2 separate regions of the Mus musculus genome follow, and region 1 is linked to region 2. The links are chromatin contacts, called in public Hi-C maps. All regions are on one chromosome and are shown on one strand. The core of a region is the stretch at or near the end of the contact, and the rest is flanking DNA. Distances in the headings are between cores, read along the strand shown. Region 1 overlaps Gm34194 (a long non-coding RNA gene). Region 2 has its middle 88 kb from the start of Gm34331.

What was found. A called contact is a pair of places that touch in the nucleus more often than the background predicts.
Region 1: a contact with region 2 is called in a Hi-C map of Sertoli cells, with 3 times the contacts expected there. The contact joins two enhancer-like sites. A contact is called at or near these places in 1 of 15 datasets of contacts at CTCF or cohesin (the NIH/3T3 cell line), 11 of 484 Hi-C or Micro-C datasets (Sertoli cells, cerebral cortex, conventional dendritic cells and 6 more), 8 of 115 datasets of contacts at active chromatin or transcription factors (the NIH/3T3 cell line, cardiomyocytes, embryonic stem cells and 3 more) and 2 of 9 other capture datasets (embryonic stem cells and embryonic tail).

The regions. Positions count from the first base shown.
Region 1 is chr1:88,985,423-88,990,975 of GRCm38.p6, reverse strand. It overlaps Gm34194 (a long non-coding RNA gene), which reads left to right. Exons shown (of 9, transcript XR_003947921.1): 5 at 817-864; 6 at 1,502-1,573. Among named protein-coding and RNA genes, the nearest start is that of 1700067G17Rik, 28 kb to the left of the region's middle. Within about 2 kb of position 2,770, at least 19 of the 459 cell types and tissues checked have an H3K27ac peak or open chromatin away from gene starts, as enhancers often do. A contact at or near this core is called in Sertoli cells and trophoblast stem cells, where this site is marked.
Region 2 is chr1:89,188,198-89,194,223 of GRCm38.p6, reverse strand. No RefSeq gene overlaps it. Among named protein-coding and RNA genes, the nearest start is that of Gm34331, 88 kb to the right of the region's middle. Within about 2 kb of position 2,578, at least 91 of the 459 cell types and tissues checked have an H3K27ac peak or open chromatin away from gene starts, as enhancers often do. A contact at or near this core is called in Sertoli cells and trophoblast stem cells, where this site is marked.

The DNA of each region.
Region 1 (5,553 bases), core at 1,521-4,020, 200 kb after region 2:
TGCCTCCCCCCAGGCTCATGTGTTTGGATAGCTGGTCTCCAGATTGTTGTACTGGTTGGAAAGTTGTGGAACCTTTAGGAGGTAGAGCCTTGCTGGAGGGAGTGGACCACCGATGGCAGGCTGTGGGGCTGTCCTGTTCAGCCCCACTTCTTGCCACTCTCTGCTTCCTGACTATAGATGAAGATGTGCCACCATGCTTTCCACGATATGATGGAGCAAAAGACAAAATAAACCCCTTTTCCACACCTTTTTCTCGGGTGTTTGATCACTGTAACAAGAAATTTGACTGTAGAGAGAACTTCTTATAAGCATCACCTGTCAATCAAAAAAGCCGATGGCCAATGAGCTTCCTGGGAGGAAGAGAAAAGACTCTGGGTAATAGTGTCATATAAAAGAGGGATTCAAGAGAGCAGAGAGGAGATGGACGTAAACCAGCAGTAGATGAACTCAGGGAGACATTGGGGAGATGAGAAGGAAGAAGCAAGCTGGGACTGAAGAGAGGTAACTAACCAAGTGGTAGACAGAATAGTTTAAATGGTTAAATAAGTTAAGATACTACCGCATATTTAAACCAGGATGTGAACAGTCTAAAGCCTCACACATACACCTTTGGGTGGGGGGGGGGGGATTCAACTTTCAATCCCATGGAAAGATCTGCCAACATAGAAAATTCTCATGTCCTCTGACAAAGCAATTTCTCCAGGAAGAACTTACCACACCTAAGTAGTCTTGGAGTCGTCATTCTGGGAGTTGGGGTGGGAAAGGAAAACTTGGAACTTAATGTGTTTTTTTTTTCCCCACATTTTACTAATTCAGCTGGTGTCACCCTTGGTCCTTCAGGCTGAGACAAGTCAGCAAGAGCTGGTGAGTAATTTGTCCCCACAGTCTAACCAGGCTTGAGGAATCACATAATGTCACCTCACCTAGGAAAGTTCAAAGTGCCCCCATGAGCCCCTTCTGTAGCATCTTTGGAAGACCTCAGTGGCCAGACGGTCACAACACGATCTGGGTATTATGCATTTCAAAATGTCATATTGGCCTTTTTTGGGGGTAGGGAGAATGAGTTGTTTTAACTTTGATCATTACACTCTGGATGGTTTGTAGGTGACCTATGTCCATATTCTTGTGTGTATAACTCTGCCTTTGTGTTATAATAGCATTTAATTAGTAGCATTTGAAAACCATTTTAGCATTTGAATGATTCATAAAGGACATCACTCTGAGACTCAGTTTATTAAAATTGTATGTAATTATCATAGAATCTTCTGTCTGTATGGAAGTTTGAAATACAAGGAACAATTTACCAGTTCTGTGTCCCGTGTCCCAAGTCCCAGCCTCACCACTTGTAATGCAAAGCCATGGCTTCTCCTTTTGGAGGTTTTCTCTGTCCGATTTAGACTCTATCTCTGCGCACATTTATGCCAGTCTACGTGTATAATTCTTTTTTAAAAACGGAATCTCACCAGTGCAGTGTTCTGAGGTCTGATCCATCCCTTTGCAGAGGCTGCTCATGAAGGTCTCCTCCTTCTTTAACAAAGCACAGGCTGTTTGCTGATCTTGGACAGTTGTCTTGGTGAGTGATATGGGATATTGATATGCAGGAAAATGGGCCTGCATCTTGTCTTTGCTCCTGTTCTATTGCTGTGAAGAGACACTTTGACCAGGACAACTCTTAAAAATGAAAATGTTTAATTGGGGGCTGGCTTACAGTTTGAGAGGCTTAGTCCATTATCATCATGATGGAGTACAGAGCCATGCAGGCAGACGTGGTGCTGGAGAAGTAGTTGAGAGCTGCATCGGGATTCACAGGCAGAGAGAAGGAGAGCTTCTGAGCCTGGCATGGGATTCTGAAACTCAAAGCCCACTTCCAGTGATACACCTCCCCCAGAAAGACCACACCTTCTAGTCATTTGAAATGGTGCCACTCAGGGCTGGAGAGATGGCTCAGTGGTTAAGAGCACTGGCTGCTTGCTCCTTTAGTTCCCAGCAACCACACAACAGCTCATGACCATCTATAATGGGATCTAATGGCGTCTTCTTGCATTTAAGCATTCAGACAGACAGAGTACTCATACACATAAAAATATACATAAATAAAAATTAAAAATAGTGCCACTCCCTAGCAACTAAGCATTCAAATATATGAGCCTATGGGGGCCATTCCTATTCAGATGATTGCACCAACCTACTGACATCTTGTTTAAAAGGTAAGTACTACTTACCTTTTGGATTCAGTACCAAAAATCACTCCCTGTTCACAAGCCCTCTCTCCAGGAGTCCATATTAGACACATATGCTGATTGCATTATGCTTTATTCTTGCCCAGCATGTTCAGGCAGAATGAACAGCCACACCCCCAGGAGGCAAACACATGTGCAGTCCTGGAAGGAGGACCATTGCTTGGCTCCCCTGCTTGCCCCTGGCTCTCAGAAAGATGCCAGATTCTAGTTTCCTTTTCTCTGTGGGTATTCCAGGAACAGAGAAAAATTCCTGGATCATGAGTCAGCTATCTTCCTGAGTCCAGTGGTTTTACAGGGCCAGGACACCCCCCACCCCAAATACACACAGAGAAGGGAAAGTGAGAAAGAGATCAAGTCCCTGCCTATTTCAGAACATCCCTAGTGTGCCTTGTCTTTCCCTGAGCTTTGCCTTTGGGGGCTGGGGAGTTGGTTCACACTCATACTGAAGGCTGGGTATGCATGAACACAGTGTGGGACCAAAGAGTGTCAAGGACCCAGAGGAGGGAGCAGTCAGTTCCTTCTCCTTTTGCCCAAGCCCCAGATAAAAGGCCACATTTGATACTAGGGATGATGACACACAGGGCCCAGCCTGCAACTCAGTGAAGAATGTGTTTTCCTCTTCTCCTCAGAGTCAAGGCCAAGTCAGAGGCTCCAGGAAACAATCTCAAAAAGCAAGCATTCAGTTCCTGAATACAAATATTCCCCATTAGCAAAAAGAGCCATTGCAAGGACAAGTCTCCTTAGTTGAAAGCTGCAGACTAATGACTACTCTTAATGGTCACCAAACTGTGGCTCTGCCAGTTTGTTTTATAGGAATTGGGTGCTATGAGGACCAGTGAAAGATTCTTTACTTTGCTGTAAGAATCTGTGTATGGGATGACACAGGAGGCTTAAAGGACACTTCAAGTGCACTAGCTACTTCAGTGGCTACACTGAACTCTCTATGCTTGCACTGTCAAGGTCATTGTCTATGTCTGGTGTGAACTTTAGGGAAACTTGACCCGAAGGATGAATGGCCTCACAGAGAATAAGAAACAAGCTATAGGGATGGAGGGATGACTCAGTGGGTGAAGGGTTTGCCTTGTGAGCATGAAGATTTGAATTTGAGTCCCAGAACCCAAGAAAAAAGCCAGGCATGGCGGAATACACTGTAACTCCACATCAGGGAAGACAAAGACAGGAGAATCCCTGGGACTCTCTGGCCAACTAGTCTAGCCTGCTACTTAGTGAGATCCAGGCTAGTGAGAGACTCTGTCCCCTAAAGCAAGGGGAAAGAGAACTTGAAGAAAAATGCCTGAACTTGATCCTTGGTCTCTACATACATATAAACATATGTTATATAGATGTGCACACATGTGTACATGCATGAATTCATATGTGCGTGCACACACACACACACACACACACACAGAGAGAGAGAGAGAGAGAGAGAGAGAGAGAGAGAGCGCTTGACTTTGATATTCTCTTATGTAAGCCTGGGTTAAAGACTCTTGTAGCCTAAAATAGACCATAGCTGGTGGGATGGGAACTGAGATGGCTCTTCATGTTCTCTGTTTTAAAGTAACCCTTCAGGGCAGGATGGGTGAATGTAGACACAATGCATGCTTCAGATGTCATAAGACTGTTTTCCCTTGGTCTGGACAATTATCCTTTAAGGTCATCTAAGGAGCCTAATTTCCAAATCAAACAGCTCTCCACACACCACTGTAGTTGATTTCCTCTTCTGTTTGTGATCCTAATGGAGTCTTAGAAATACATGTAAAGTCTGAGGCTTAGACCACTTCCTTAGGTGGCTAATTTAGCTCATCTGTGTCTGTGACACATGCTTAACAACAGCAGAACTCTCTCTTTCCTCTTTCTTATCATTTGACATAGAAGTTTCTATGTATGTACACACATGTGTTCACGTGTCCAAATACACATACAGTTTGAGCAAAGAACATTACAAAGAGACCTTTGGGTGCAGACTTTTAAGACTTAAGTGTGACAGTTTTTCTGGGAGTCAACTTGGATACCAGTTATATCCCAGATGAATATACGATGCTATGTACTCTGGAGACTCAATTCTACATGGCAATTGAAAGACAGAAGCATTCTGATAAAGATTTGTGTTAAAATCAGCTACATTGTGAAGAATAGAGTATGCCACATCTGAGAAGATGAAAACCGAGAGAGAAGATAGGAAAAAGAATGGTTGGGGGTTGAGTCCTTGGCCACAGGACTCACCTTACAACTGTCCCTAGCTGAATGGCTTTTTAGTCTGTGCAAGCTAGTCCTTTGCCCGTCTGTCTGAGGTAGGTATACTGGTAAGTCATTGATAGTCTGAGGGTTCATTCACGTATACTTATTGGGGTTTGGTCTGTTGCTGTGCATTCAAAGGCTAAAATCTGTACCTCAAGATCTGGTTTCCTTAAGATGAACAGAATCTCACTCACACCAGCCTTTGTTGTATAAACCTTGTTCTCCCGTTATCCCTGATTGGTTAATAAAAGTTGCTGACAGCCTATAGCTGGGCAGAGGAGAGGTAGGCGGGGCAAAGGTTCCCAGGCTTGGCATCTCAGGTAGGGACTACAAGAGAGAGCAAAGGAAGAGGAAGAAGAAAGTCACCGTGGGGTAATACGGACCATGAGCATGTGGCCATGAGTGCTAGCTTGAAGAATCAGAAGCAGCACAAATTTGGGAAGTCGTACGTGGAGTTCAAGGCATGAATGCAGAGAAAGTAGCTTAGGGTTGATATCGGCACCACTTCAGTGAGTTAAAGCTTATTACAATCCTCAAGGCCTCTGTGTCTTTTATTTGGGTAATAGCTGGTTAAAGAGTAACCCTCACCATACCGATTTTCAACATTAGTTATTAATCACAGACTACTTAAATCACTCTACACTTACCCATTTAGTAGATGGCTACGCACTAGGTCCCATATTCATCTTAGAAGAGGCAGCCAAGGCTGGAGAGATGGATCAGTGGTTTAGAGCACTTGTTGCTTGTCTTAGTTAGGGTTTACTGCTGTGAACAGACACCATGTCCAAGGAAAGTCTTATAAATGACAATATTTAATTGGGTCTGGCTTGCAGGTTCAGAGAGGTTCAGTCCATTATCATCAAGGTGGGAGCATGGCAGCATCCAGGCAGGCTTGGTGCAGGAGGAGCTGAGGGTTTGGTCTTCCAGAAGACCTGGTTTGATTTTTAGTGTCCATATGGTAACTCACTATCATCTGTAACTCCAGTTTCAAGGAGGGGTATAAGACCCCCCATTCTGGTCTCCAAGGGCACTAGGCACATACATGATGTGCAGATATACATGCAGGCAAAAC
Region 2 (6,026 bases), core at 1,329-3,828:
AGGCTTACCTGTGTAGTCCAGGCTCACCCTCCCTATTTTAAATTCTGTCAACTCAACCCTGCTCGCAAAACTCCTTTTGTCATGAAACATCACATATCCTTGGGTCTTGGGCACCATGGTGAGGACATTGGTGGGAGGTATTCTGCCTGCAGGGGGTTCAGGGGAAGAGTTGATGGAGCCTGGTGATAATTTAATGAATCTGTTATTTCTAAATGGATCAAGACCTGTAAAATATCTCCCCCATTATCTTCTAAATAGATTCCAGCTGTACGAGGAGACGGGTGGTGGGATGTGCTTTGCAGGGGTGGGGTTGGGGTGTAGAGTTGGACTGTAACTTTTCTGTCTTCTCTTTTGGATCATTGACTTACTTCTCAGGCAAGTTTCATTTGCTTAAAGCACTGTTTTATGAATGTCAACTTCTCCATGGAGACCCCTCCCCCTTTCCTCATCGTCAGCAGCTGCCCCTCCTCCAGCCGCCCACTCTCTCGCTGCTATTTGGAGTTGAAAGCTGTTCACTTTCATAAAACTCGACTTCTTGAGGTGTGTGTGGGTGCTGCTTGATTCCTGCATTGGAGACTGATTTTATTTAGAAATCACTTAAAGGATTCGTTAAAAAATGCAAATTCCTAGGCAGCTTAGGACCTCTGGAAATCTTGAAATGTCGCTTAGATAGCTGGGTGTGGTGGCACATACCTCTAGTCTCAACTTTTTTTTTAAGATTTTTTTATTTGTTATATGTAAGTACACTGTATCTATCTTTAGACACTCCAGAAGAGGGAGTCAGATCTCCTTATGGATGGTTGCGAGCCACCATGTGGTTGCTGGGATTTGAACTCAGGACCTTTGGAAGAGCAGTCGGGTGCTCTTTTTGGCTGAGCCATCTCACCAGCCCCTAGTCTCAACTTTTGAGAGGTGAGGCCCATGGATTCCTCATTAATGGGGTCAAGGCCAGTTTGAGAGCTTATCTCAAACAAACAAACAAACAAACAAAGTAGCAACGGATGTAAGGAAAAGAAAGAAGCAAAGAAACATAGAAAGAAACAAATATTTCTTAGAAGACGATCTAGTTCCTTATTCCCAAGAAGCTGTGGGGCCCAAATCCAGATCTAAGCATCTTGGTGGACCAGAGGCCTCCGATGAGAGGCTGGATTTAAAACACTGCCACCTTATGGCGGAGGGAGGAACTGCACTTGTGGTCTCTGAGTCCGGTGAGTGCCTAGTGGCTATGCTCATGTTTCATGAGTACAATGTGTGCTACTTGGGGTGTTGGGGATCCCATGATTTGTATCCTTTAAAAAGCAGGAAAAGCTGGGAAGAACGTCAAAGGTCTAGTAGATGGGTGGTTCATGGAGGAGCAATGACCCTAGGCAAGCAAGCAGTCATTAACACAGGCAGAGAGGGGACGGGAGAGGCGAGTACTTGGATTCCCACAGTTCAAGCACATCAGCGAGGGACCCAGACTGACACCAGTGCAGAGTCTTCCTTGTCTGATTGGCTGGCAGGTGATCCACCCTTCTGGCTTCCACCAGTGCCCTGGGGCCCCATCACTTTCTGACTGGGAGACTGTTCATAAGCTACTTCCTCAGGCGAATGCTTGCTGTACATTTCTTTGCCGACTTCACCCAGCTCCAGCCTTGAACAGAAGCCCTGATCCCCATAGACCCTGCCTCGGTGGGACTGGTTGACTCTCTTATCTTAGCTGCTGAGAGTCAGGTCCCAAGTAGGAGTGTCTGGGACTTCCTTCCTTTCTTGCTACTTAAAATGTCTTGATTAGATTTTCCAGCCTTATCAGCTGTGAAAGGCAGAGAGACGTCTAGCTGCAGGCAAACCCTGCCGCAGACACCTCCTGCTCAACTCTGCTCTGGAGAGTTCCTGGAAGAAGTGTGTAGCCTCTCAGAGAGGATCTGGTGTTTTAGAGTCTTCTAGGAGAGGAAAATTCAGGTGGCAATATCTTTGAGGGCAGAACAGATTTCTTGATTTAACCTTGCTTTGAAGGCCAACCAAGGTTCCCCGGCTTGAAGGCAGATCTTTCTCCCAGGCTCACCTGCAGTTCATACAGAACTTTCTCGAGGCCCAGCCATGTGGTCACCTGTTGACACTATGGAGCCGTGGATTCAAGGTCACCTAGATACGGTATCTCACAGAACATCTGACCTGGAAAGGTGCTCTCTGTCTTGTCTCTCTTGTCCCTTTAGAGGAGGGGACTCCACACCATTTGGCTGCTGTCACAGGGTGTTCTAGAACACCCTAGAGTCTGCTGACATGACATCCATTTTCTTTTAAGGTTTATTCATTTTATGAGGATGTGTGTGTGTGTGTGTGTGTGTTTGCCCACCTGTATGTTTGCACAGCTTTCCTGCTTAGTACCCAAAGAGGCCAGTAGAGGGAGTCAGGTCCCATGGACCTGGAGTTTTCCGGCAGTTTTGAGCTGCCATGTGGGTGATGGAATTAAACCTAGGTTGTCTGAAAGAAGAGTCAATGTTCTTAACTACTGAGCCCTCTCTCCAGTCCTGTATTCATATTTGAGTGCATTAAGTGGACTATGTGCATGCAGTGCCTGCAAAGGTCAGAAGAGGGCGCCAGATCCCTCTGAGCTGGGGTTAGAAATGTTTGTGACTCACAGTGGAAATCCGCTGGGGTCCTCTCCAAGAGCGCGAAGTAAGTGTTCTTAATCTTTCCAACCCTGCAATCTGCTTTCCACAGCGGGTCACTGCGGTTCTCTTAGTGCAATCTTGACGTCATTTCGGATAGAAATTTTGACAGAGAAATCTGTAAGGGCACTGGCCTTTAGTGGTTCTTCAAGTCTCAGCAATTTCTCACTGAGATAAGATGCAGACCCCTCTTTGAAGCTGACTTTGCTGAGCACTCTTACCCTCCTTCTGGAATGGCATGCTTGGAATGTGATTTCAGCTTATCAGCCTCCTCCCCAGCGGCCAAGGCAGTAGCTAGTCTCCAAGGCGTCCAGAAACCTTCACCTTCTAAGCCTCTATAAAACTGAACTTGCCCATAGCCGCCCCCACCTCTCTTCTAGTCTCAACCTGTTGGCTCTGGATCCCTCCTCCCCTGAGTGACCTCTGGTCTCTTTCAGTGCTGAATGCCCTGGGGGAGGGGAGGGGGAGGGGGAGGGGGAGGGGAGGGGGAGGGGGAGGGTAAGAATCAAAGCCATTCTAGAAACTTCTGTCTTGTACTTTGATGATTTGGAAATTCCATGGTGAAAAAAATATGGACTTCCGCTTTTAATTAATAAAAAAAAAAAAAAAAAAACACCCCTGGGCCAAACTATGGGATTAAGTCAATAATAAGTTCCAAATCCAGGAAGCAGATGTTCCGAGGCCGGTTTATTTATTCAACATGGTGTGACGCTGAGACCTAGCTGCATAAATGCTCTTACAAGACGGGAAATCCTTCCCAAGGAATTTTGTACACAAGAAGCCCCCTTTCCTGTCCCCTTATCTCCAAGGCTCTGCTTTGATGCTTTACCTCATGGCTGACTTGGTTCCCTCTGCAATTCTCGGGTCTCAGTCACCTGACCTTGAGCCAAAGACCCCTTGAGCAAATCTCCCGGACTGTAGGGAGGATAATGAATTACTCCAAATACATTTGCCTCCGCTGCTGCGTTGTCGTTAAGGAGAAATGGTACTTTAGTCTAAGAAAATGACTGTGCACTGAGATACCATTCCACCGTGAACTAGCCCTGGGTAAATTATTTTATCAGCATAATACATAATGATTTTAGAAAGCTTAAGGGATTGGAAGAGAGTCATGGGGCCCCATTCACAGAGCATGCATTTTGGCTTTTGGAGATCTGGATTTACAAAATGAAACGGATTCTCCGGCTGCCTTGGGGGCCAACGCTTTAGTTAATTTAATTTTCTGGATACATAAAGCTAATCCAGAGGTTTGTCTCAGCTCCTTAAACAATCTTAGTTCAATGTGACGGCTGGAAATGTGGCTTCCCTTTCTGAGAAACCATGTGTGGGTAGCCCTGACATGTGAACTGTGTTAGGCTGGATAGAATGGATTGAAGGTTTTATGTGATAGGGCATCTTCCTCGGTGGCCCATAACAGACTCCTTAAACTGCCTTTTACACTAAGGTTGGTGCTGGCTTCTTGTACAAAATAGGCTTGTCCTCTGGCTGTGGTAGGTATGTCACCTGCCCCACAGAGCCTGAGAACTGGGGACTTTCTCTTAGATGTTGTGGAGTACACACAAGATGTCAATTTCTCCCAAGAGCTGAAATTATTGATGTGTTTATAAAAAATATAAAGAGAAGGGAATATGTTCTATGGAAGTGTGATGCAGTATGGAGGGGAAGGGAGTGTCTCTACAGGCCCATACCAAGGCATCCCTCCCCGCTGGGGGACCAGCCACACAAAGGTATAGTATAAAATAGAGTTTATTCAGGGCATGCAGAGGGGAGTTAAGAGGGTAGTAGAGGCAGAGAAAGGCAAAGAGAGAGAGCAGTAGAGGAGAAGAGGCCGGCCATGAGCACGTGGGGTGTGGAGGTGTTGGGGGGGGGAGGGGAGGGAAGCAAAGAAACAAGAGACAACAAGAATGAGAGGAAGAATGGGGCAATCAGCCCCTTTTTTGTGGGTCAGGTCTACCTGGCTAGCCAGGTAACTGTGAGGTGGAGTTTAGACAGAATGCTGTCAATCATGACACTTGAACTTGGGATCTGGGATTGGTCAAGATGGAACTAAGTGGCAGGTCTCATATGGAGGCTTATTAAAAGACAGCGGTACAGATGCTGCCTGGAGGGGGAGGGGAGGGGTGGAGCATAGGGCATGTGCAGGAGGACATGTGACAGGGTCAACAGTGGAAATGTGTCGCCTCTGGGCAGCTAGTGATGACGCGTCTTATTGTTCCAAGTCCCTCAGGGGCTGCCTAGGAAGGTGCCTGATTGCTAACATTGTCGCAGGGTCCTTTTTGGGCTGGCCAAGGAGGTGCCTGATTACTAACAGGCCACTTCTAATGTCAGTTTATATTCTTATTTTTATTTTTCATTATTTACATAAGTATTAGAGATTGAACCTACAGCACAGAGAGTTTGAGGCAAGTGCTTTATTGATAAATTATATTCCTACCTCTCTGTCCTATTTAACTTTCCTGTTGCTGTGCCCAAAAACAACGTAAGGAGGAAAAGATTTATTTCCGCTTACAGCTTGTAGTTCATCATTCAGGGAAGTCAGGGCAGGAAATCAAAACATAAACCTGGATGTAGAAGCTAGTGCAAAGGTCATAGAAGAATGCTACTTACTGGCTTGCTCAGCCTACTTATATAACCTAGGATCACCTGCTCAGGACTGGCACCACCCACAATGAGCTGGGCCCTCCCAATTCAGTTGTCAATCAAAAAAACCCCGCCAAAACAAACAAACAAACAAACAAACAAAACACATCACAGGCTTGCCAACAGGCCAGTGTGCTGGAGGCATTTTCTTAGTGGCTCTTCCTTCTTCTAAAATGACTCTAACGTGTGTCAAGTTGACATAAAACCGGTCATCCCATCCTCTTCTCCCCTTTTTAAATCTGAAGACCAGGTCTCCAGCAGCTGTCCAGGCTGGCCTTGAACTTGTCCTGTAACCCAGGCTGGTTTTGAACTTGCGGTCCTCCTATCCCAGTTTCTCAAATTGCTGGGGTGATAGACCTGTACCGCCAGGCTGGCTGACAGCCACATTCTGTATTCCAGACAGATAGCAGACCCTCCAGGAGAAGCCTGTCTCAAGGAAGAAAAAAATCAAAATGGAAGTGCCCTGGTTCAGACAATTAAGCAGGTGTCAGGAGGCCATCAGACACACCCACCCAGAAGATAGCTCACCACAGAAGCACCTCTGACACCCCCCCATCTTAACTCCACCTCCCACTTGCTCCCACCCACCAAGTGAGCCAGAGATTAAGTCACCTCCCAAGCCATTCTTAACAGCTTAACTTCAAACCCCTGACTAATGGATGATGTCATCGCCAACCCCCTTGAGATTCAAAGCTAAACCCAGAGACTCCTTTTCGAGGCCGCTGAAGCCTGTGT